2 separate regions of the Mus musculus genome follow, and region 2 is linked to region 1. Evidence: chromatin contacts called from public HiChIP or PLAC-seq data. All regions are on one chromosome and are shown on one strand. Each heading gives the region's core, a stretch centred on a gene start, on an enhancer-like site or on the middle of the called end of the contact. The rest is flanking DNA. Distances are from core to core; before and after follow the strand shown. Region 1 holds the start of Amdhd2 (amidohydrolase domain containing 2). Region 2 overlaps Abca17 (ATP-binding cassette, sub-family A (ABC1), member 17).

Region 1 (7,321 bases), core at 3,261-5,760:
TTGGGCCAGACCCAAGAATGTGGGATTGAGGGAGGTAAGTCACAGCCCCTGGCCGGGGACTGGTCTGGCCTGGGCCTCCCCTGGAAGGTCTGGTCTTTGGCTTAACTGACCTCGCCCTGCCCCACCCTACCTGGCAAATGGAGAGGCTGGTTCTCTGTGCAGGTACTTGGTGAGTTTGGACTCCAAACAGTGTCTGTTGACTGTAAACACCTGTAGGGTGCAGATTGGGGTAGAGGGTTGTCTGTCAGTGGTGACCTCCCCTGCCTGGACCTGTCAGGTGCTGCTGAGAGAGCCCTGCTGTACCCACAGCATTAGAGTAAGTGGTCATTTGTGGTGGGAGATGTGGCCTGGACTTCTCCTTCCCTCCTCTCCCACCACGACTCTTCTCCCCACACTTCAGGTCTCCTTAGAGAAAGCTGCCAAGCATGTTTTTCTGCTCTTTGCACCCAGAATAATGTGTCCATAGGTTCCCCTGTTTTAGCCACCTATGATTAATTTTTGTCACTCATTCATAAATTAATCCAGCAAATCTTTCTTGAGTCCATACTGTTTCCCAGATAGTGGAGGAGTCTCAGGGAACACAGCAATATATCCCTGACCATGTGGGTGTCATGCTCTGGTTGTCACGATGGCTCCTGCAACTCCAAATTTCTCCACAGTTCTTTTTCTGCACCCAGCTTCTAGGATCTCTTGTATGAAGACCTTGCATGTGCTAAAGCTGGCCAACAGGTGTGTCTGCACTATTGCAAGCTGACCTCGGCTTTCCTTGTCTGATCCTTCACACCAGCGTCTCACAGTCCTGTGGGGGTTAGCCTCTTACTTGTCCAGCTGAATCACCTTCTGACTTCTTTTTTTTCCTTTTAGGCATGCTATTCTGTACAATGTCTTGTCCTCCCATTACGTAAAGAAATCCTTCCAGCCTCTGATGTTGCTGCTGGGAGAATTCCAAGCTTCGTCTCAGTGACTGACCCTTGGTCTCCCTTGGACTTAACTAACCAAGTTTTCAGACCATTGTTCTTTAACGCATCCTTGAGGCCTCCGTTTCATGCTAACAATCTAACTTCCCTTTTTTTCCCTTATGACAAATATCCTGTTCTTTCCTCATCATGTTCTCCATGAAACTGCCAGTTACTTCTTTTCTGTATTTTCTGTGACTTCCTCCCTGTATTTGTTGATTTCCTGGAAGTGCCTCCAGACCATGCTGTATTAAATTAGCATTCTCAGCAGGTCTCCCTTCTGCAGCCTATCATGCTTGCTCTTCTGGGTAGCTGCTACTGTCTGGGCCTGGGCTAAATTTTTTTCCTCCTTTTGCCCTGATCTCCGACAGTGTCCCTGTTTTCCATCCTCTATCTTCTTGTCACCCATCCTCAGCTCCATGATCTATACTTTGGGGAAGGACCTGACTCACTCACCTTTCTTGGAGTATCACCTTTTGGGGTACAGAGTTGTGTTGAGATCTCACCTTTAAAGTACTGCACGGCAACCTGTATTCTTGGTGTTTTCAAGCATGCCTCAGAAGTGTGAGCCCTTGGAACACACACTTTCTGTACTACGTGATACAGCTCAGCATGGACTTGGCTTTCAGTAGGGCCCAAGAAATGCACTGTGACCAGAATGGCTCCAGGAACTATCTCTTGAAGTGGACTCAGGGATTGAAGATGCAGATCTTTGTTGGACAGTGTCTGGGCCTCTAAGAATCTGTAGAAAAGACAAGCTGTCTGTTCTGCCTCCAGTTGATCTCCCCTAGTCCTCCAGTTGATCTCCCCGAGTCCTCCAGTTGATCTCCCCGAGTCCTCCAGTTGATCTCCCCTAGTCCTCCAGTTGATCTCCCCTAGTCCTCCAGTTGATCTCCCCGAGTCCTCCAGTTGATCTCCCCGAGTCCTCCAGCTGATCTCCCCTAGTCCTCCAGTTGATCTCCCCTAGTCCTCCAGTTGATCTCCCCGAGTCCTCCAGTTGATCTCCCCTAGTCCTCCAGTTGATCTCCCCGAGTCCTCCAGTTGATCTCCCCGAGTCCTCCAGTTGATCTCCCCGAGTCCTCCAGTTGATCTCCCCGAGTCCTCCAGTTGATCTCCCCGAGTCCTCCAGTTGATCTCCCCGAGTCCTCCAGTTGATCTCCCCTAGTCCTCCAGTTGATCTCCCCTAGTCCTCCAGTTGATCTCCCCTAGTCCTCCAGTTGATCTCCCCTAGTCCTCCAGTTGATCTCCCCTAGTCCTCCAGCTGATCTCCCCTAGTCCTCCAGTTGATCTCCCCGAGTCCTCCAGTTGATCTCCCCTAGTCCTCCAGTTGATCTCCCCTAGTCCTGTCGTGCATGGGTCTGAATGTGCTGTCAGGAACCTTGCCCTTTGGTTTGCCTCTGCTGCTCACTTTACCACCTTCCCGTATACTTGGTTGGTTTCTGTGATCTGTTTTTAGACCCTCCTCCCCTCACCATAGCTCCCCTAGGCCTTTTCTCTTTCCTTGCTGAATATGTTGTTGTGTTGGGTCACTGTCTTCTTGCTGTTCCTGAGCTCTGAGAAGGCAGAGGTCTCTGACTCTTTCCCTACTCAGTGATGGGCACACAGTAGACATCTTGTGGTTCCGTGAGATCCATAAGTCATATAGAGGAGGGGCTGGAGCTGTTCATGTCTCTTTTACCTCTGGCCCATGTTGTTTTCTGTGTATTGGGTTATGCACAACTTCCCCCACAATGGCCATGGGTGCCCTGGGCAAAGATTTTGGAGGCTCCAGTGTCAGCCATATTAGTAGCTCAATATTTCTTATAGGGTCTGAGGACAAGTGGCAGAAATGAGAAGAATTGGAGTTCAAGACCTGAAGATAGGAGAGGGAAACAAAGTCCGGAAGGGTAGCAGTCTCTCTTGGAGAGGTTGAAGTGGGGGGGCAGTACCAGAAGAAACAGATATAACTCTGTTGTCCTGTCTGGGAAGGCTTGAAGGCCCCACTGTAGGCAGACTCTAGGCAGGAACTGATTGACACTGGAGTGGCCTCTGGGCAGCTGACATGTAGCTCTTATGCTGGAAGTGCCTGGAGCTTAGGGTGTGGGACAGGGATTGCCAGAGTCTCGAGCAAGGCTCTCCTTGGCCCAGCCGCCTCTTCCACGTGACTATGTTGCCAGAGATCACAAGCTAGGGAAGGGGAGTGCTAGGGAACAAAGTCTGGTTTCACAGCAAACGAGCCCCCATGACCACAGGAAGAACTGCAGGCGGAAGTAGAGCAGGAGGTTGGAGGTATGGCTCTGCTAGTGGGAAGAGAAGTGGCTGCTGCTCTTGCTTGGCTGCCCGCCTCAGTTCTTGTAATGGGTGGGAACCTGGGGAGCAGAATGGAAAAAGCTGCTCTGGGCTCACTTACTCTCTCCTCCCACAGCCATGGGAGCCGCCTATGGCACAGCCAAGAGTGGCACTGGCATCGCAGCCATGTCAGTCATGAGGCCAGAGCTGATCATGAAGTCCATCATCCCAGTGGTTATGGCTGGGATCATCGCCATCTACGGCCTGGTGGTGGCAGTACTTATCGCTAACTCCCTGACTGATGGCATCACCCTCTACAGGTGAGTGCTGGGCCTTTCCTCCCAGGTGAAGTGCTTCATTGTCCTGTGGACAGGCAGATTGCTGACAACCTGTGTCTCTTCTCTCCCCAGGAGTTTTCTTCAACTGGGTGCTGGCCTGAGTGTGGGGCTGAGTGGCCTGGCTGCTGGCTTTGCCATTGGCATCGTCGGAGATGCTGGTGTTCGGGGCACTGCCCAGCAGCCTCGACTGTTCGTGGGCATGATCCTGATCCTCATCTTTGCGGAGGTGCTTGGCCTCTACGGTCTCATCGTGGCCCTAATCCTCTCCACAAAGTAGTCCTTTTCCACCATCAGTCACAGGATAGGATGTAAAGATCACCCCTCCTCATTCCAGAACGAACAGCCTGACACATGCACGGGCAGCTGCCCCTCAGTAGTTGGTCTTGTAAATGTGCAGTGTCCTAGTGCCCATTGTCTGTCGCCCCCGCCTTGCCCCTACTGCACCGTGCTGTGGACATACGGGCCCACTCATCTCCCACCCAGGCCCCTGACCAGTGACGAAGTCAGCCTCTGGTTACCCCACCCATCGCCCTAGAGTGCTCCTGTGTATAAGAATGAACTAGAGTTGTCATTTTTCTCTTCACTGGATGTTTATTTATAAAAGATTTGACCTATTCATGCGTCTGTGGAGCAGCTCCTGTCTCCCAACTATATAGTAATCATTAGTAGACTGTTGCCTTGTGGGGTTCCTGTTGCTGAGACTCCTTGGATGGAGCCACCCTTCCCCCTGCCCTGAACAGCCAGGGTGGAGGATAGAGTGCTACTGCTCCTCAGAGCTGGCTCCCAGCTGTGTCCAATAAAAGTTCTCGGATGTGACTGGCTTGTGTTCTGGCGCTTCTGTGGGCGGGCCTGGCAGGGTTTGTCATCATGTGGTCGCCACCACGTGAGCACCGCGGCCACGTGACAGCCCCTTCAGCTGAGAGTCACGTGATGCGACCTGGCCCCGCTTCCGATTACGGCTGCTCCGGGCTCTGCCGGCTTGCGCCCAAAGCTTGCTGGGTTCGGCGCGACTCACGATGCGTAGCGGGCAGTGCGCAGCGGGGGCCCCGGTGCTCCAGTTCACCAACTGCCGCATCCTGCGTGGCGGCACGCTCCTCAGGTCTGGGCTGCATGGTGCAGGCTTAGGCTGGGTATAGAGCTGATGATACGCCAGTGCGGGGTGCAGAGATGGGGATAGTGTAGGGCATAAGCCCTGAAAGGGGCAGGAATGTGGAGGGCGGGACTATCGTGGGTGTGTGGCCGGGACCAAGAAGAATAGTGGGTGCAGGGACAAGCTGGGTGCGAGATAGAACTAGGGTTTGGTTCCAGGGCCTGGTGGTGATCCAAGTGCCTACTACTCTGCCCTCAGGGAGGATCTGTGGGTGCGCGGGGGCCGAATCCTGGACCCAGAAAAGCTGTTTTTTGAGGAGAGGCGTGTGGCTGATGAGCAGCGGGACTGCGGAGGCCGCATCCTGGCGCCTGGCTTTATCGATGTGCAGATCAACGGTGCGGCCTGGCTCGGGCCAGGGAACCCAGGGCAGGAGCTCCGAGCACTGTGCTACCCCCCTTGTTTTCTGTGGCCACAGGTGGATTTGGTGTTGACTTCTCCAAGGCTACGGAGGACGTGGGTTCGGGGGTCGCCCTAGTGGCCCGGAGGCTCCTGTCCCACGGTGTCACCTCCTTCTGTCCCACCCTGGTCACCTCCCCACCAGAGGTTTATCACAAGGTGAGATGAGGCCGTTCTACCCCTGAGCAAAGGGGCCCTCAGGAAAGGACCACTTCCTTCACCCGAATCTGGGCTTCCTGGACTTGGGTCCGAGGGGGATCCGCCTCACTTTCAGTTGGGTTCTGCCTGGTCTCTGCAACTGCCAGTGCGGTTGTCCTCACGTTTCCTGCCCCGGTTCTCATCTGCCACGCCCTCCCAACGCCCTGTAGGCAGCCTCTGGGTCTCCTGAACTAAGGTCGCCTGGAATTCTGCCACAGCCATTGTCTCTTGTCTAGCTCTTCCTCCCTAACCTGCTTATGCTGTGTGACTCACATGAAAAAGCCTTTCAGAAAGAGCTGCTGTTGCTGTGGACTGGCTTCTGTCCTCACCCTTCCACCTTCTATCTTAGCAGGAGGTCTGTTGTCTTGTTCCAAATTTCATGTAAGGTTCTCCCACAGTTTTCCCGGTTTTTGTTTGTTTGTTTGTTTTTTCGAGACAGGGTTTCTCTGTATAGACCTTGCTGTCCTGGAACTCACTTTGTAGACCAGGCTGGCCTCAAACTCAGAAATCTGCCTGCCTCTGCCTCCCGAGTGCTGGGATTAAAGGCGTGTGCCACCACGCCAGGCTAGTTTTCCCAGTTTTAAGGAAGCTTGTTTAGGTTGCTGTCTTCATGTGTTCTCTGCGGGTTTATCCCTTAGACCTGAACTCTTGCTTTAAAAACGTGGTATTCTCTTATGCAACACAGTTGACGAATTTAGTAAATGAATGCTGTTATCCATACTCGAATGGATTTTCTCTGTTCCTGTTGTCAATCGCCGCAGCCAGTTTTTCTTCCAGGACAGGATCAGGGAGTGTGTGGTTGCCCGTGGCTTCCTTTCTGGTTGTGTAGACACAGAAGCAGAGGAGGGAACTGTGGGTATTGAGTGTGGGCTGTGCCCTGGGCTGCATAGGCGTCACTCTGGCCCCTTGACTTGCCACCCTTGGAAGACTCAAGACAACCTTACTTCTGAGTCTCAGTTTCATTAAATGGAGAGTGAGAACAGTCAGTGGGTGGTTGACAATGTCAAGCATTCCTTGAATGTCAACAAGGGATGTCTTTCTGGAACTCTCCCACAGTGCTCCACGGTTACAAGGGCAACCTATGGTCCTACTGCAGAAAGGTACTTGGTTCTCCCAGCTGATCTCTGGCAAAACCCAGAGTCGTCTATCAAGGTGACAGGTGTCAGGATGTGCCCCCTACTACCATTCCCTTGCTAAGCTAAGCTGCTTCTCTTTCCCCTCAGGCACATTCCAGCAGCTATAAGTGTGCCAGGTCCTCCTGGGCGCTTCCCGGAAGGCCTTGCTCCTGTGAGCCCTGCCCCCACGCCCCTTCTCCACCGCTGTGTTTTCCTCATGCAGCAGGCTCAACTGGCAAGGTGCAAGGCTGGGGTTCTCCCTTAGTAGGAATAGTCCTAAGGTTTTTCACCCTGGTGCCCCACTGTAGTCCAGCTACCTCACAGACTCTCAGAAAACACTTTTAGACTAAAGGCCTTGGGAAGCAGGTAGGAGGTGATGGCTGAGACTGGGCAGCCTTGAGTTTAAAAACGAAATACCCCGTTGCATTAGACATCAGGAGACCTACCCTCAAACACCCTCCCTACTATGTCTCCTAATTCCTCCAGGGCCCTTCTCACTGAGGGGCTTGCTCACTTGCCCAGCTACTACTTGGGTATCTTCATCAAGATCCGGTTCATTGAAACCACCTGCTCTTTCTCTAAGATTTACTCTTCTAGCCTATGCTTCAGACATAGACAGATCTGATGGCTTCAGATGATTTTCTGCTTCAGATCTGTTAGCTGATGAAGGTCAGGCACCTCAGACAGGATGTCTGCCACCCTGCCCACCCCTGATTCATCATTACCTTCCTCTCCAGCCTCATTTATCTCGTTTCTGCTGCATGCTCTCACTTTGCCTTTCAAAGTGCTCTTCTAGAAAATTGTGTGTATGTGAGTGTGTGAGTGAGTGTGTGTGTGAGCACGAAAACCTATGTGGGCCTGCATGCATGCAGTGCATGGTATGCAAGCAGATGTCAAGAC
Region 2 (7,321 bases), core at 2,429-4,928, 120 kb before region 1:
AAGCTCTACGTGGTGGCAGCTTCTTTTGAAGATGTGAATAACCACACGACAGTGAAGGCGCTGTTCAACAACCAGGCCTACCACTCCCCTAGCCTGGCTCTGACTCTGGTGGACAATCTTCTCTTCAAGTTGCTTTCTGGAGCCAATGCTTCCATTACCACAACCAACTATCCTCAGCCTCAGACAGCCATCGAGGTCTCAGAGTCAATCCTGTACCAGTGCGTGAGACTGCCTTTCTCCCTGCCTCAAGCTTTCGCTTCTATAGCACTTCTCGCTTTCCTGCCTGCTTCTGGGTCTCATTTTCATTTCAAGTGCTTATATTGCTAGTCACAGTTGCTTTCTGTCTTTCGCAGGGGCCCTAAAGGACACTACCTTGTTGTCAACTTTCTTTTTGGAATAGCTTTCCTGTCAAGCTCCTTCTCCATCTTGACAGTCGGAGAGAAGAGCGTTAAGTCTAAGAGCCTCCAGTTTGTGAGTGGAGTCAGCACGGCTGTGTTCTGGCTCTCAGCTCTGCTGTGGGACCTCATCTCTTTCCTCGTTCCCACTCTGCTGCTGGTGGTGAGTACCTCGTGGTACAGGCATCCTGTCCTGCGGACCGGGGGCTTCCCCGGAAAGAACCACCTCCTGAACCAGAACCTGCTGAGAAGTTTGACTGGTAGCTCAGGCCTGACTGGAATGGCAAGTTCATTTAGCTCTGATATCTTCAGGAACTGGGTAGCTTGTGCGGTGGTGTTTGTGTAGTCCTTACAGAGCTGCTGCCTCAAGTCACTGAGAGACCATGTTTTGGAGACATGTATGATTATTTTGTGCTGAGTGGATCACTTCCTGCTTGGTACCTGATTATTTTGTGCCGAGTGGATCACTTCCTGCTCGGTACCTGATTACTCTGTGCCGAGTGGGTCACTTCCTGCCCCGTTCTGTTTCACAAGCATCTCCTTATCCTTTGCTGTGCTGCTCTGTTACTGAGAGTCAGGGCAGTTCCCTGACAGCATCTCTCAGGCTCGCTCATTAGCGAATGCTTGTGAAGCCGCACGTCTTTAATCCCAGCAGAGGCAGAGGCAGGTGGATTTCTGAGTTCGAGGCCAGCCTGGTCTACAGAGTGAGTTCCAGGACAGCCAGGGCTACACAGAGAAATCTTGTCTCGAAAAAACCTAAATAAATAAATAAAACCCTGAGCTTATGGGCCTGTGAGTAAAGGCACTCGTCACAGACCTTATGACCTGAATTTAATCCCTGGATCCTAAAAGGTGGTGAGAAGAACCAACCCTAGAGAATGTCCTCTGTCCTCCACAAGAGCCGTGCCTCCGTCCCCCACAAATACATAAAGAAGTTAAAACTTACCAAAAATAAAATAAAATAAGCCAGGCGTGGTGACTTTAATCCCAGCACTTGGGAGGCAGAGGCAGGCAGATTTCTGAGTTTGAGGCCAGCCTGGTCTACAGAGTGAGTTCCAGGACAGCCAGGGCTACACAGAGAAACCCTGCCTCGAAAAAAAACAAAAAAACAAATAAAAGAAGAAGTTAAAACTGAGCTCGCTATATTCTTAGCACTCAGGATGAACCCTTACGGACTCTTCCCGTTCCTTCCCTCTCCTCTCTCTGAAGTTGGTGTTTCTGTGGTATAAGGAAGAGGCTTTTGCACACCACGAGAGCATCCCAGCGGTGGTCTTGATAATGATGCTCTACGGCTGGGCTGTCATCCCTTTGGTGTACACGGTCAGCTTCTCCTTTAACACTCCTGGCAGTGCATGTGTGAAGCTCGTGGTGATGCTCACCTTCCTGAGCATCAGCCCTGTGGTCCTCGTCACCGTCACCAGTGAGAAAGGTAATCACATTGACATTTTGCAGGGAGCAGGAATCTCTCCTCCAGCAGCCACTACAGCTGTCACACCCACAAAAACTCATGTCTAACCAAAGACGCAAGAGATAGCGCTCGCAGCCGCTGTGGGCCGAACACAGGGTGGACAAACAACTCAGTCACACTCACTCTGCAGATGGATGCTTCACCTGTGTGAAGTCTATGAACAGACAAAATGAATCTCGGAAATGGACTCAGAAAAAGGGTTACCTCTGGGCCTGGGGCAAAGGGCCGATAGAAATAACACACCGGAGAGCTTTGGGGGGTAAAGGATGTTCCTGATCTTGGACCGGACACTAGTTTATGTGGATTTACATACTTACGAATCACTGTCCACCTGTGATCCATGCATTTCACTAAAATGTAATGTTCCTTACTTTAAAAAAAAAAGTGAATATGTAAATGAATTAGTCAACATGGGAGGAAGAGCTCTTGTAAAAGAAACTAAGATCCAGCCATTATTTACAACACATACTTGAAACTGACAGCTTCTGTTTATGCTACCACAAATGGGTCAGGGTGGGACAAAAGAGCCTAAATGTTACCTCCACTTTTTTTTTTCTTTTTTTCTTTTTTTTCTTTTTTTTACCTCCACTTTTTATTAGGATTTATTATATGACTGTCTGTACGTCTCTGTGTTTTCCTGTGTGTCTGTGCACATATGTGGAGTTTCACATGGAGGACTGAAGAGGTTATCAGATCCCCAGGAGCTGTGGGGACCAGTGGTTTGTGAGCGACATGGCATGGTTGCTGGGAACTAAACTCCAGTCCTCCATAAGAGCAGAAGGCTCCTCACTGCCGGGCATGTCCTGGCCCCACAATGCTCTTTTTCTTTTGGATTTACATTTCACAACCCCTTCAGATGGATTTTCCTTCCCTTCCACATTCTTCTTTATTTTTAAAAGTAATTTTTATTTTGAAGGCGGGGCTTGGTGAGCTGGGTCAGGAGTTAAGACCACTCACTGGCTGCTCTTCAAGAGGACCCAGTTTTATTCCCAGCACCCAACAGCTCACGGATGTCTGTGACTCCCATCCCAGGGGATCGAATGCCCTCTTCTAGCCTCCAGGATGTACAAACATACAACAGACAGCATACAGGCAAAACATTCATATACATAAGATTAAGAAACATTGCTTTGTGTATAAGTGTTTGCATGAATATCTGATGCACATCACTTACATGCCTGGTAGCCACCGAGGCCAGAAAGGGGTAAAGGGGTGTCAGGTTCCCTGGAACCGGAATTAGACTGCAGTGAGCCACCATGTGGTTGCTGAGACTTGAACCCAGGTCCTCTGGAGAGCAACCAGTGTTCTTAACCACTGAGCCATCTCCCCAGCCATCTTCCTTACTTTCATTTAAAATTTGATTTACAATGTCCCTTTTCTCTGATGTGGGGAGTTGTCCTCTCTCCTAAGGGACCCTTTATGACAGTTTAAGTCTCCACAAACCATGGAGGAAGGGACCTTATACTCCTTGTCTGACTTCAGGATGACGCTCTGGAGCCAGGGATATGGTGGAATGCTCGCCTAGCATGTGCGAGTCCCTAGGCTCAATCTTCAGGACAGGGGAAGGTAAAACACCCCAGGGAGTCCAGAGCTGGCTCCCATCCCTGTTCTGCCTGGGTCTGCTCACCTCCAGCCCACACCCCTGGGCACTTCCTGCTGGAGCCATGCTGCCTCTGACTTTCTCAGATACAGTGTGCTCTCTGGATAAAGGAAGTGGCAGATCTAAGGAACTAAACAAAGAAACATAGAGTTAAATGAACAGAGGTGGGGAGAGTCAACACCAGGAGTCAGGAACCCACAGTGTGGTCTGGAGGCCTGAGAGTGTGACGTCCGGACTCCAGAAGTGACTGAGGAGAGAGATGACTGGTCACTTTCCCTTATGCTAGTAAAATTGGTGCTTTCTGTTCTCATTGCAGATCTTGGCTACACGGAACTCTCAGACTCCTTGGATCATATTTTCCTAATTCTTCCTGGACATTGCCTGGGAATGGCCTTGTCCAACTTGTACTATAACTTTGAGCTGAAAAAGTTTTGCAGTGCTAAGAACTTGAGTGATATTGACTGCAATGATGTTTGTGAGTAAAGAGTGAAATTTGCTGAGAACATTTTTATCCTTATATGGTTTGTGTAATACGATTTGGCCTTTCTTTCTTTTTCTTTTCTCCCTATGGTTTTTTTGTTTGGTTGGTTGGTTGGTTTTTTGGTGTTTTTTGGGTTTGTTTTTTTTGTTTGTTTGTTTTTTTTTGTTTTTTTTTTGAGACAGGGTTTCTCTGTGTAGCCCCGGCTGTCCTGGAACTAGTTTTGTAGACCAGGCTGGACTAGAACTCAGAGATTAACACCACCACCACCACCACCACCACCACCACCACCACCACCACACACACACACACACACACACACACACACACACACACACACACACACCCAACCCCTGTCTCTGCCTCCCCGAGTGCTGGGATTAATGGATTGTGCCACAACCACTTGGCTTAAAGTCTCACTATGTATCCCTGGCTGTTCATGAACTCACTATTTAAACCAGGCAAGCTTTGGACTTGGAAAGATTTACCTATTGTAGGCATGTGCCACCATCCAACCTACAGTTCATTGCAGCATTCGCCCTTTCCTGTGAAAAGGCATGGCAAGTGCATGAAAGCTATGCATAGCTGCACATTCTCTCTGTGTGTCTCTCTGTCTCTCTCCATCTCTCTGTCTCTGTGTGTGTGTGTGTGTGTGTGTGTGTGTGTGTGTGTGTGTGTGTGTGTGAGACTCAGGATCTAATACAGAGCCTTGTGCATTTTATGCAACTGTTCTACCACTGAGCTACACCATAGTCTTCTCATCCATACTTTAAATTATGTCTAGATTTCTTAAAACACTTAATACACTGTAAATGCTATGTACATAGTAGTTATAACACATTTGAGAACAACGACAAGGGCTGGTGAGCTGGCTCAGTGGGTAAGAGCACTGACTGCTCTTTCAAAGGTCCTGAGTTCAAATCCCAGCAACCACATGGTGGCTCACAATCACCCACAAAGAGATCTGATGCCCTCTTTTGGCGTGTCTGAAGACAGCTACAATGTACTTATGTATAATAATAAATAAATCTTTGGTTCAGAGCAAGCAGGGACTGAACAAGCGGAATTGATGGGAGTGAGCCGGGCCAACCAGATCGAGCAGAGGTCCTAAAAAAAAATTCAATTCCCAACAACCACATGAAGTCTCACAACCATCTATATAGCTACAGGGTACTCATATACATAAAATAAATAAACTAAAAATGATATGAAAGAACTATGCACAAAGCTAAGCCATGTTTAAGGAAATGGAAAAGATAACTACACCATTCTCTTCTGTTTCCTCCATGAACATAATTTTATTGTATAATTTCTAAATACAAATCTTTACAGCATTTAAGACAGATCAGATTTTGTTCGATATGATGTCACGGTGCTTGATGAAACCCTTAGGGTCTCCTGCATGCTAAACGAGTCCTTTGCCACTGAACTAACCTGCAAGTCTCCTGGAATGTTTCTACATGAGGGGCCAGTTCAGTTGCAAGGGGGCTGACAGTTGAAAGGACAATCAAACATGGAAGCATTTTGTGATTTAGATAGATGTCATATAAATACAGGAATATCTCTTATTAATATTAATGCCTCAACCACGTAAACATGCTCTATCACTGAGCTTCATTTTCAAGCTCTCTTATTTTAAATTGACAAAAAAATTATATATATTTATATAATACAGAATGAGAAAAGCCTTTTATTGTCTTCTTGTTTTTCATTTATTTTATTTTATGTGTATTGGTGTTTAAATTTTTTTAAACCTACTTTTAATGATGGTTCTTAGATGCTTTAACCTCCCTTCTCACCCACCACCCACCAGAGGTAGTGAAAAAGAAAGAGTACTAGGATATGGGGGAAGTGGACCTATTTAGAAATTGGTTTTTGGAGCAAATCCCACCTGTGTTGTCAGGAAACCAGCAGTTCAGTTTATAGGGCCCAGCAGTGGCTGGATCTACTCGTAAATACTTTATGGATACACCAGCAGTCCAGTTTAGCAGCGTTGGGATAGCAAATACAGATCAGCAGCAGAAGCACAGCCTAGGAGAGACAGATGGCCCTCAGCAGCATCAGCACGAGTCAGCACGAGTCAGCAGGACCACGAGGGACACCAGGAGAAGTTCTCAGCTGTACCTCTCTCAGTAAAGGCGATGCAAGACCAAGAAGTGCTGCAAAGCTTGCTGTGCAAGCCAAGCCCCTGTCACCGACCACTGAGTCCTATTTATACCCTCCAAACATCACATGTCCTCCATGAGTCCTGCCGTCTTAGCAAAATTCCATGGAAGTCTGTATCAGCTGACATCACTCTGCCAATTGGCCTGAGTCCTCGGAAGCAGCAAGAAGCCACAGGAACCTCTTGAGAAGTTTTTTGATTCATTTCTCTCTGTGGAGTCATGAGAATAGAGCTCAACAACAGATGTAATGCAAGCCAATAGATTCATGTCGTTAGTGAAGAATCTTTTATTACACATCCTTTTATGTGCTTGCTTTAGCAAAACATCTTTTTACATGTGTCTGTTTCAGCAAACTGTTTCTTTACAAGTCTGCTTTAGTTAAACATCTTTTTTCCCTGGTCTGCTTTAGTGAAACGCTCCTTCACGTGTCTATTTTAGTAAAACATCTTTTTTCCTGGTGTCCGCTTCAGGAAAACACTCCTTCAAGTGTTTGCTTGAGCAACACACCTGACAAAACTTTCTAAAGGAACTACAAGTTTCCATTTCATGGGTGTTTTTGCCTGCATGTATGTCTGTGTGCCTGCAGTGCTTGCAGAATCCAGAAGAGGGCATCAGATCCCCCTGGAACTGGAATTACAGGCAGTTTTGAGCATCCACATGGCTGCTGGAAATCAAACCAGGGTCCTATGGAAGAACAACCTGTGCTATAGCCCCTGAGCCATTTGAACAATCCCCTTGTTGTTGTTGTTTTAAATAATATTTTTATTTATTCTCGAGAATTTCATAAACTATTTTAATCTTACTCTTTCCCCTCCCCCAACTCCCATTTTCTACCCACTGAACTTCAGGTTCTTTTTCTCTTTTGCTTTTTTTTTTTTTTTTTTTTTTCTGGTTTTTCGAGACAGGGTTTCTCTGTGTAGCTCTGGCTGTCCTGGAACTCACTTTGTAGACCAGGCTGGCCTTGAACTCAGAAATCCGCCTGCCTCTGCCTCCCGAGTGCTGGGATTAAAGGCGTGCGCAGGTTCTTTTTCTCTTAAACCAACTAAGAAACCAAGCAACCAAGCAACCAACCAACAAACAAAAAACAAGCAAGAATAGGCTCCAGTTTGTGTTGGCATGGAACCTGCCCTGGAGTGTAGTTGATATACAGTGTTACTCCACTGAAGAAAACTCCTTTTCCTCCTGCCGACAGTTATCCAGGGCAAATGGCTTCCT

The links. HiChIP or PLAC-seq counts read pairs in DNA pulled down with a chosen protein or histone mark.
Region 2: a contact with region 1 is called in an H3K27ac HiChIP or PLAC-seq map of the HPC-7 cell line, with 10 times the contacts expected there. The contact joins the enhancer-like site here to the promoter of Amdhd2 in region 1. A contact is called at or near these places in 16 of 39 promoter capture datasets (the C10 cell line, the HPC-7 cell line, HPC-7-derived erythroid cells and 13 more), 2 of 15 datasets of contacts at CTCF or cohesin (the NIH/3T3 cell line and pro-B cells), 1 of 484 Hi-C or Micro-C datasets (liver), 20 of 115 datasets of contacts at active chromatin or transcription factors (the 230-238 cell line, the HPC-7 cell line, the SCID.adh cell line and 14 more) and 3 of 9 other capture datasets (adipose tissue, liver and pancreatic islet).

The regions. Positions count from the first base shown.
Region 1 is chr17:24,160,922-24,168,242 of GRCm38.p6, reverse strand. It overlaps Amdhd2 (amidohydrolase domain containing 2), which reads left to right and starts at 4,510. Exons shown (of 11, transcript NM_172935.4): 1 at 4,510-4,661; 2 at 4,911-5,047; 3 at 5,128-5,267. The coding sequence starts at 4,579. It overlaps Atp6v0c (ATPase, H+ transporting, lysosomal V0 subunit C), which reads left to right. Exons shown (of 3, transcript NM_009729.4): 2 at 3,361-3,544; 3 at 3,635-4,378. The coding sequence ends at 3,839.
Region 2 is chr17:24,282,233-24,289,553 of GRCm38.p6, reverse strand. It overlaps Abca17 (ATP-binding cassette, sub-family A (ABC1), member 17), which reads left to right. Exons shown (of 31, transcript NM_001031621.3): 20 at 1-218; 21 at 354-558; 22 at 1,605-1,824; 23 at 3,780-3,938. Among named protein-coding and RNA genes, the nearest start is that of Ccnf, 34 kb to the right of the region's middle. Within about 2 kb of position 3,678, at least 22 of the 459 cell types and tissues checked have an H3K27ac peak or open chromatin away from gene starts, as enhancers often do. A contact at or near this core is called in the HPC-7 cell line, hematopoietic stem and progenitor cells and trophoblast stem cells, where this site is marked.